2 separate regions of the Zea mays genome follow, and region 1 is linked to region 2. Evidence: chromatin contacts called from public Hi-C data. All regions are on one chromosome and are shown on one strand. The core of a region is the stretch at or near the end of the contact, and the rest is flanking DNA. Distances in the headings are between cores, read along the strand shown.

What was found. A called contact is a pair of places that touch in the nucleus more often than the background predicts.
Region 1: a Hi-C map of ear shows a contact between it and region 2, with 2.3 times the contacts expected there. The contact joins the promoter of LOC100381811 here to the promoter of LOC100382149 in region 2. A contact is called at or near these places in 2 of 25 Hi-C or Micro-C datasets (ear and tassel).

The regions. Positions count from the first base shown.
Region 1 is chr9:141,027,050-141,030,289 of Zm-B73-REFERENCE-NAM-5.0, reverse strand. It overlaps LOC100381811 (phytochromeB2), which reads left to right and starts at 1,721. Exons shown (of 4, transcript NM_001174606.1): 1 at 1,721-3,240. The coding sequence starts at 1,721.
Region 2 is chr9:140,277,737-140,280,843 of Zm-B73-REFERENCE-NAM-5.0, reverse strand. It overlaps LOC100382149 (Pentatricopeptide repeat-containing protein mitochondrial), which reads left to right and starts at 1,479. Exons shown (of 1, transcript NM_001174909.1): 1 at 1,479-3,107. The coding sequence starts at 1,504.

The sequences.
Region 1 (3,240 bases), core at 472-2,971, 750 kb before region 2:
TTAGTAACCGGAATCATATTTTCAAAGACCAATTGGTCAAAGACATGGCATCGATAATTGGATCTTAAAATACTACAATATTTAATATACATATATACAAGATAAATAGAATAATCAATAAATTATTTTACTAACAAAGTTAGCAAATAAATATACATGTATACAGTAGGATGTTAGAGGTACCTTATGATTTGAACACTTTATTTCCTAAATATCAAGACACAAAGCAAGTGACGGAGGGAGATCGTTGTTGCCGCGTTGGCTGTCTACCGCTGGACGACGAACGAGTGTAGTGTAGACGGTAGAATCACGCTGTGCGCTGGTGGCAGGCGAAACAAATGTCTGTGATCGTCGCCCATCAGGCAGCAGGCGAAACAAGGTCACGTCGAACGATAGGAGAAATGATTAAAGAAAGATATATTGTGTCCGTCTAGCAGGCTGCACGCGGCAGGATTTACATTCTAGTTCCTAATAATCTAATTAGAATTACTAATAGATCATACACGGAAAGTTAGGGCCCCAAATAAATGGGGGGCCTGTTCAGCCAAACAGGATGCACCGGCTTGTGCACGGGCCTGATGGTTGTCAACTCTACACCGATATTCCTATTCACCTAGCCAACTAAGCATATATATCTTTGTATTTTATATTCGACACTTAGAAAATATTTTGAAGCACACCGATTTTAAAAAAAACCAAATTCTGTCTCCCGTTTTTTAGAAACTGATTTATGAAAATAAGTTTGGTGGAGATGTTTGAAACTCAATTTCTAAGAAATCGGTTTCTAGTTTTTTCTATACACAATTATCAACATATCTTTTCTCTATTTTTATAAGTGGTGTCAATAGATGTAAATTCTATGAAATCAATGAGAGCGTGATGCAATTAAACAAACACAAGCTAGTTTTAGTTAGAGGAGAGTAGCTTCTTGGTTTTTAAGAACTTGAGAATTTATTTTCTATAAATCAGTTTTTTTAAAATTATGTGCTTCCAAACAACACCATAAATATAAATAGAAATCATAGCAACGTACTAGCAATAAGTAGAAACTATAGTAACCTACAAACACTTTACTATTTAACTTATAGCAAATGTAAATGGATTTATACACGGGAACGGAGGAGTACCCGACGCAAGACTGGTCATTGGATCTTTAAAAAAAAGAAGAATAAATAAAGAAAAAGGAAGCACAATCCCCGTCTTCAGCGGTTAGCTACAAGCCTACAAAGGCGAAAGTATCCGCATCCACTTCAGGCCCCAGCGCGAGCGCAATCCATTCCAGACCTGAACCCCTGCCGAGCCCCGATCCCCTAGTACCATCCCCATCACAGCCATCGTCATCGGCGCATCGCCTCGCGCGCAATATCCTTGGCTCCACGCCCCCCACTTTACATCCCCACTTCTTTATTGGAACAATTGGATCTATACCATTAAAAGATCCAAACTTTAGATATATACCATGGACCCCACGTGTTATTAACTCATGTGGACCCACATGTAAGTGAGATAGTAATGGTATAGATCTAAATTGGTGATCTTTTAATGGTATGGATCCAAATTTTTCTTCTTTATTTTATCCTCGTGAATCAATGAGCGCAGCGAGGAACGGTGAAGCAAAGCTAAGGTATCGGACGAACACATAGGGGGCGAGCGAGCCGACTGACGAGCACAAGACCGGCGGACGGGGCCGCCTAATCCAGTGAGAGCTCCCCCAAGCGCCATGGCGTCGGACAGTCGCCCCCCCAAGCGCTCCCCCTCCGCGCGACGCGTGGCGCCGCGTCACGCGCACCACCACCACTCGCAGTCGTCGGGCGGGAGCACGTCCCGCGCAGGCGCGGGAGGAGGTGGCGGGGGCGCTGCGGCCACGGAGTCGGTCTCCAAGGCCGTCGCTCAGTACAACCTAGACGCGCGGCTCCACGCGGTGTTCGAGCAGTCGGGCGCGTCGGGCCGCAGCTTCGACTACTCCCAGTCGCTGCGCGCGCCGCCCACGCCGTCCTCCGAGCAGCAGATCGCCGCCTACCTCTCACGCATCCAGCGCGGCGGCCACATCCAGCCCTTGGGCTGCACGCTCGCCGTCGCCGACGACTCCTCCTTCCGCCTCCTCGCCTTCTCTGAGAACGCCGCCGACCTGCTCGACCTGTCGCCGCACCACTCCGTTCCCTCGCTCGACTCCGTGGCGCTGCCCCCTGTTTCCCTTGGTGCCGACGCACGCCTCTACTTCTCCCCCTCGTCCGCGGTCCTGCTGGAGCGCGCCTTCGCCGCGCGCGAGATATCGCTGCTCAACCCGCTATGGATCCACTCCAGGGCCTCCTCCAAGCCGTTCTACGCCATCCTCCACCGCATCGACGTCGGCGTCGTCATCGACCTCGAGCCCGCACGCACCGAGGACCCCGCTCTCTCCATCGCCGGCGCAGTCCAGTCCCAGAAACTCGCGGTCCGCGCCATCTCCCGCCTCCAGGCGCTACCCGGCGGGGACGTCAAGCTCCTATGCGACACAGTCGTGGAGCATGTTCGCGAGCTCACTGGTTACGACCGTGTCATGGTGTACAAGTTCCATGAAGACGAGCACGGGGAAGTTGTCGCAGAGAGCCGGCGCGATAACCTTGAGCCTTACCTCGGATTGCATTATCCCGCCACAGATATCCCCCAGGCGTCGCGGTTCCTGTTCCAGCAGAACCGCGTGCGAATGATCGCAGACTGCCATGCCATCCCGGTGAGAGTCATACAAGATCCTGGGCTGTCGCAGCAGCTGTGTTTGGTAGGCTCCACGCTACGCGCTCCGCACGGGTGCCATGCACAGTACATGGCGAACATGGGGTCAATTGCGTCGCTTGTTATGGCAGTCATCATTAGCAGTGGTGGTGACGACGAGCGAACAGGTCGGGGTGCCATCTCCTCATCAATGAAGTTGTGGGGGTTAGTGGTGTGCCACCATACATCACCACGGTGTATCCCTTTTCCATTGAGGTATGCTTGCGAGTTTCTCATGCAGGCATTTGGGCTGCAGCTCAACATGGAGTTGCAGCTTGCGCACCAGCTGTCAGAGAAGCACATTTTGCGAACTCAGACGCTATTGTGTGACATGCTACTGCGAGATTCACCAGCTGGCATCATCACGCAGAGCCCCAGCGTCATGGACCTTGTGAAGTGCGATGGGGCTGCACTGTATTATCGTGGGAAGTACTACCCATTGGGTGTCACTCCCACCGAGTCTCAGATTAAGGATATTATCGAGTGGTT
Region 2 (3,107 bases), core at 230-2,729:
GAAGTGCGGTGCCTAACCCAGCAGCACGATGAGGATGAGGTCCAAAATCCCATTAACATCACGCAGGACGGCAGTCGGGCAGCAGCTTACGTTTGCCCCGCCGTCCGTAACCGGTCTCTGGGATAACCAGTAAGCACGGCCATGTTTCAGACCCTAAAACCATTTTAGGTCTTGTTCGATTTTCCCAATACACATGTATTGAATAGGATTAGAAAAAATTCTTAAGAAGTTTGACTTGTTTGGGATTTAAACCCATCCAATCTTACTCAATCCACATGAATTGAGAGCTAACCGAACAATCCCTTAAGATACCCTGGTAAGGATTCATTTCCAAGATGTTTCTATTAACTTTAATGTAAAAAAACTTGTAATACTATTACTATATAATTTTAGGAGCCATCTCGATATATAATAAATGGTCGTAGGCCTTCAGAAAAGTCTGCACCTCCAAAAATCATTCAGGGAAGCAGGCCGCCTAACATAGTGGTGAAATTAGAGCGAATAAAAGAAGGACGCATATGCCTTAAAAGTTGCATAGTAGTATTTTTTAGGTGAAAATTGATCTAACAGGTTTTGTAAGTTTTCGTGGGTGTATGTACATCCACGGTGTTCTACCTAGCTGCGCACCTGTGCCCTGGTCAAACATGACCGTCTCTGAAAATCATCAGTTAGTAAAAGACGATCGTTTTAGGACACACATCTCTGTAAAATCAACTCTTGAAGACAAACATTTTAAGACATCCGTATCAACTATTCACTATACAGAGGCATACATTTTAAGTGTCATTCTATATGATTAGATGTAATGAGGCAGATTTTGAGTGTTGATATAGTTAATACCAAAGTTGCTGATCCAATCTATGTTTTTTTGTTAATATTATTTAATGTCTCAATATTTATTTTAGATTGACATTTTTTGAGATTCGTTTTAAATTTTTATGCCAAAAAAATGCATTACTTGCCAAGATTTAAACTTTGTAGTCAATTTTTTTGTTTGACTTTTTTAGTAGGTTAAATACTTAATACAATATTACATAACGTTTATACACAAGGTCGAATCCTATATATACTCACAGGCAATTTATTGGTGTATCGGCAAGGTAAGGTAAGGTGACGTAATCTGATATAGAATCCTAACCTGTTCAGGAGGTCATTTAACTTTGAGAGTTTTTCAGTTTTAAAATTCAAGAACGAAATATAAACTACGACGATATAGTTAGGAGATAAAATGGTTTTTTTATTTACATTCCATGCTGATGAAAATCTCTGCAAATTTGCTGGAATTTGGCCTGTTAAGGGCCCACAAGTTCCCAGTTGTTCGGGCCAATTAGATCGGGTCATGACAGCGGGCCAAGCTACCCAGTACCCACCAACCCCATGTAGTTCGGTTGTAACCCGTTACCCATCCGGCAGCCCACGTAGGCACGTAGCCTGCAACCTGCTTTGAGCCGCTCGCTCTCCCGCCGGCAAGTCCGCCGCCGCAGCGCGCTGAGCCAGCTGATCATGCTCACGGTGTCCATTCTGGACGCTCAACTCTCCCGCTGCTGCTCCGCGCGCCATCTCCTTCAAATCCACGCGCAGTTCCTCGCGTCGGGCCTCCTTGCTGACGCCTACGCCGCCAGCCGTCTCCTCCTCTTCACCACCTCCGCGACCGCCGCGCGTCTCCTGCCGCATCCGCTCCACCACTCCCTCCAACTCTTCGGGCTCGTGCGCAGCCCCAATGCCTTCACCTGCAACACTCTCCTCAAGGCGGCTCTGCGCCAGGGCTTTCCCCACCTCTGCTTCCCGCTCTACGCCTCCATGCCCGCGGCGCCCGACACCTACACGCACCCGCTCCTCGCCGCCGCCTGTGCCGCCAGAGGGGACGTGAGGGAAGGCCTGCAGGTCCACTCCCACTCCGTCAAGCACGGATTCAGCGACAACCTGTACCTCAGGAATGCGCTGATGCACATGTACTCTGCGTGCGGCTGCGTCGCGAGCGCGCGCAGGGTGTTCGACGCGGGACCCGTGTGGGACGCCGTTTCTTGGAACACGATCCTCGCCACGTACGTGCGGGACGGGGACGTCGAGCAGGCTGTCAAGGTGTTTACGAGGATGCCAGAGAGGAGCGCCGCGGCAGTGAGCGCGATGGTGGCGTTGTTCGCGAGGAGAGGGATGGTAGAGGAGGCGAGGGGGGTGTTTGACGGAGCGGAGCATAGGGATGCGTTCACGTGGACAGCTATGGTCTCTTGCTTCGAGCGGAATGATCTGTTCATGGAAGCACTAGCTGTATTTTCAGATATGCGTGAAGAGGGGTGGCCTGTGGACGAGGCAGTGATGGTCAGTGTGGTCGCTGCTTGCGCTAAGTCAGGGGTGATTCAGAACGGTGAGGTGTGCCATGGGCTGGTTGTCAGAGCAGGCCTTGGTTCTCGGGTGAATGTCCAGAATGTGCTGATCCACATGTACTCAAGTTGTCAGGATGTTGTTGCAGCACGGAGATTGTTTGATAATGGTGAGAGTCTGGACCACTTCTCCTGGAACTCGATGATTTCTGGCTATCTAAAGAATGGCCGTGTCGAAGATGCAAAAGCGTTATTTGATGTGATGCCTGACAAGGACAACGTTTCCTGGAGTGCAATGATAGCTGGTTGTGTGCACAATAACCAGTCATCTGAGGCACTTAATGTTTTTGACAGCATGAGAGCCCATGAAATCAAACCAGATGATGTTACGCTCGTGAGTGTCATCTCTGCATGTAGTAATTTGTCTGCTCTGGAGCAAGGAAAGTTAGTGCATGAGTACATTAGGAAATACCAATATAACATCACTATCGTACTTGGGACTAGCCTCATTGACATGTACATGAAGTGTGGATGCATGGAGGCTGCACTAGAAGTCTTTGACATGTTGGAAGAAAAAGGAACACCTTGCTGGAATGCTGTCATTGTGGGACTGGCCATGAATGGTCTTGTTACAAGATCCCTTGACATGTTCTCCGAGATGGAAGCCACTGGCACTGCTGTCCCCAATGAGATAACTTTCACTGGAGTTCTGAGTGCTTGCAGACATGGTGGCCTAGTTGAGGAGGGCCGTCAATTCTTCAAGTTGATGCAGAATAAGTACCAGAT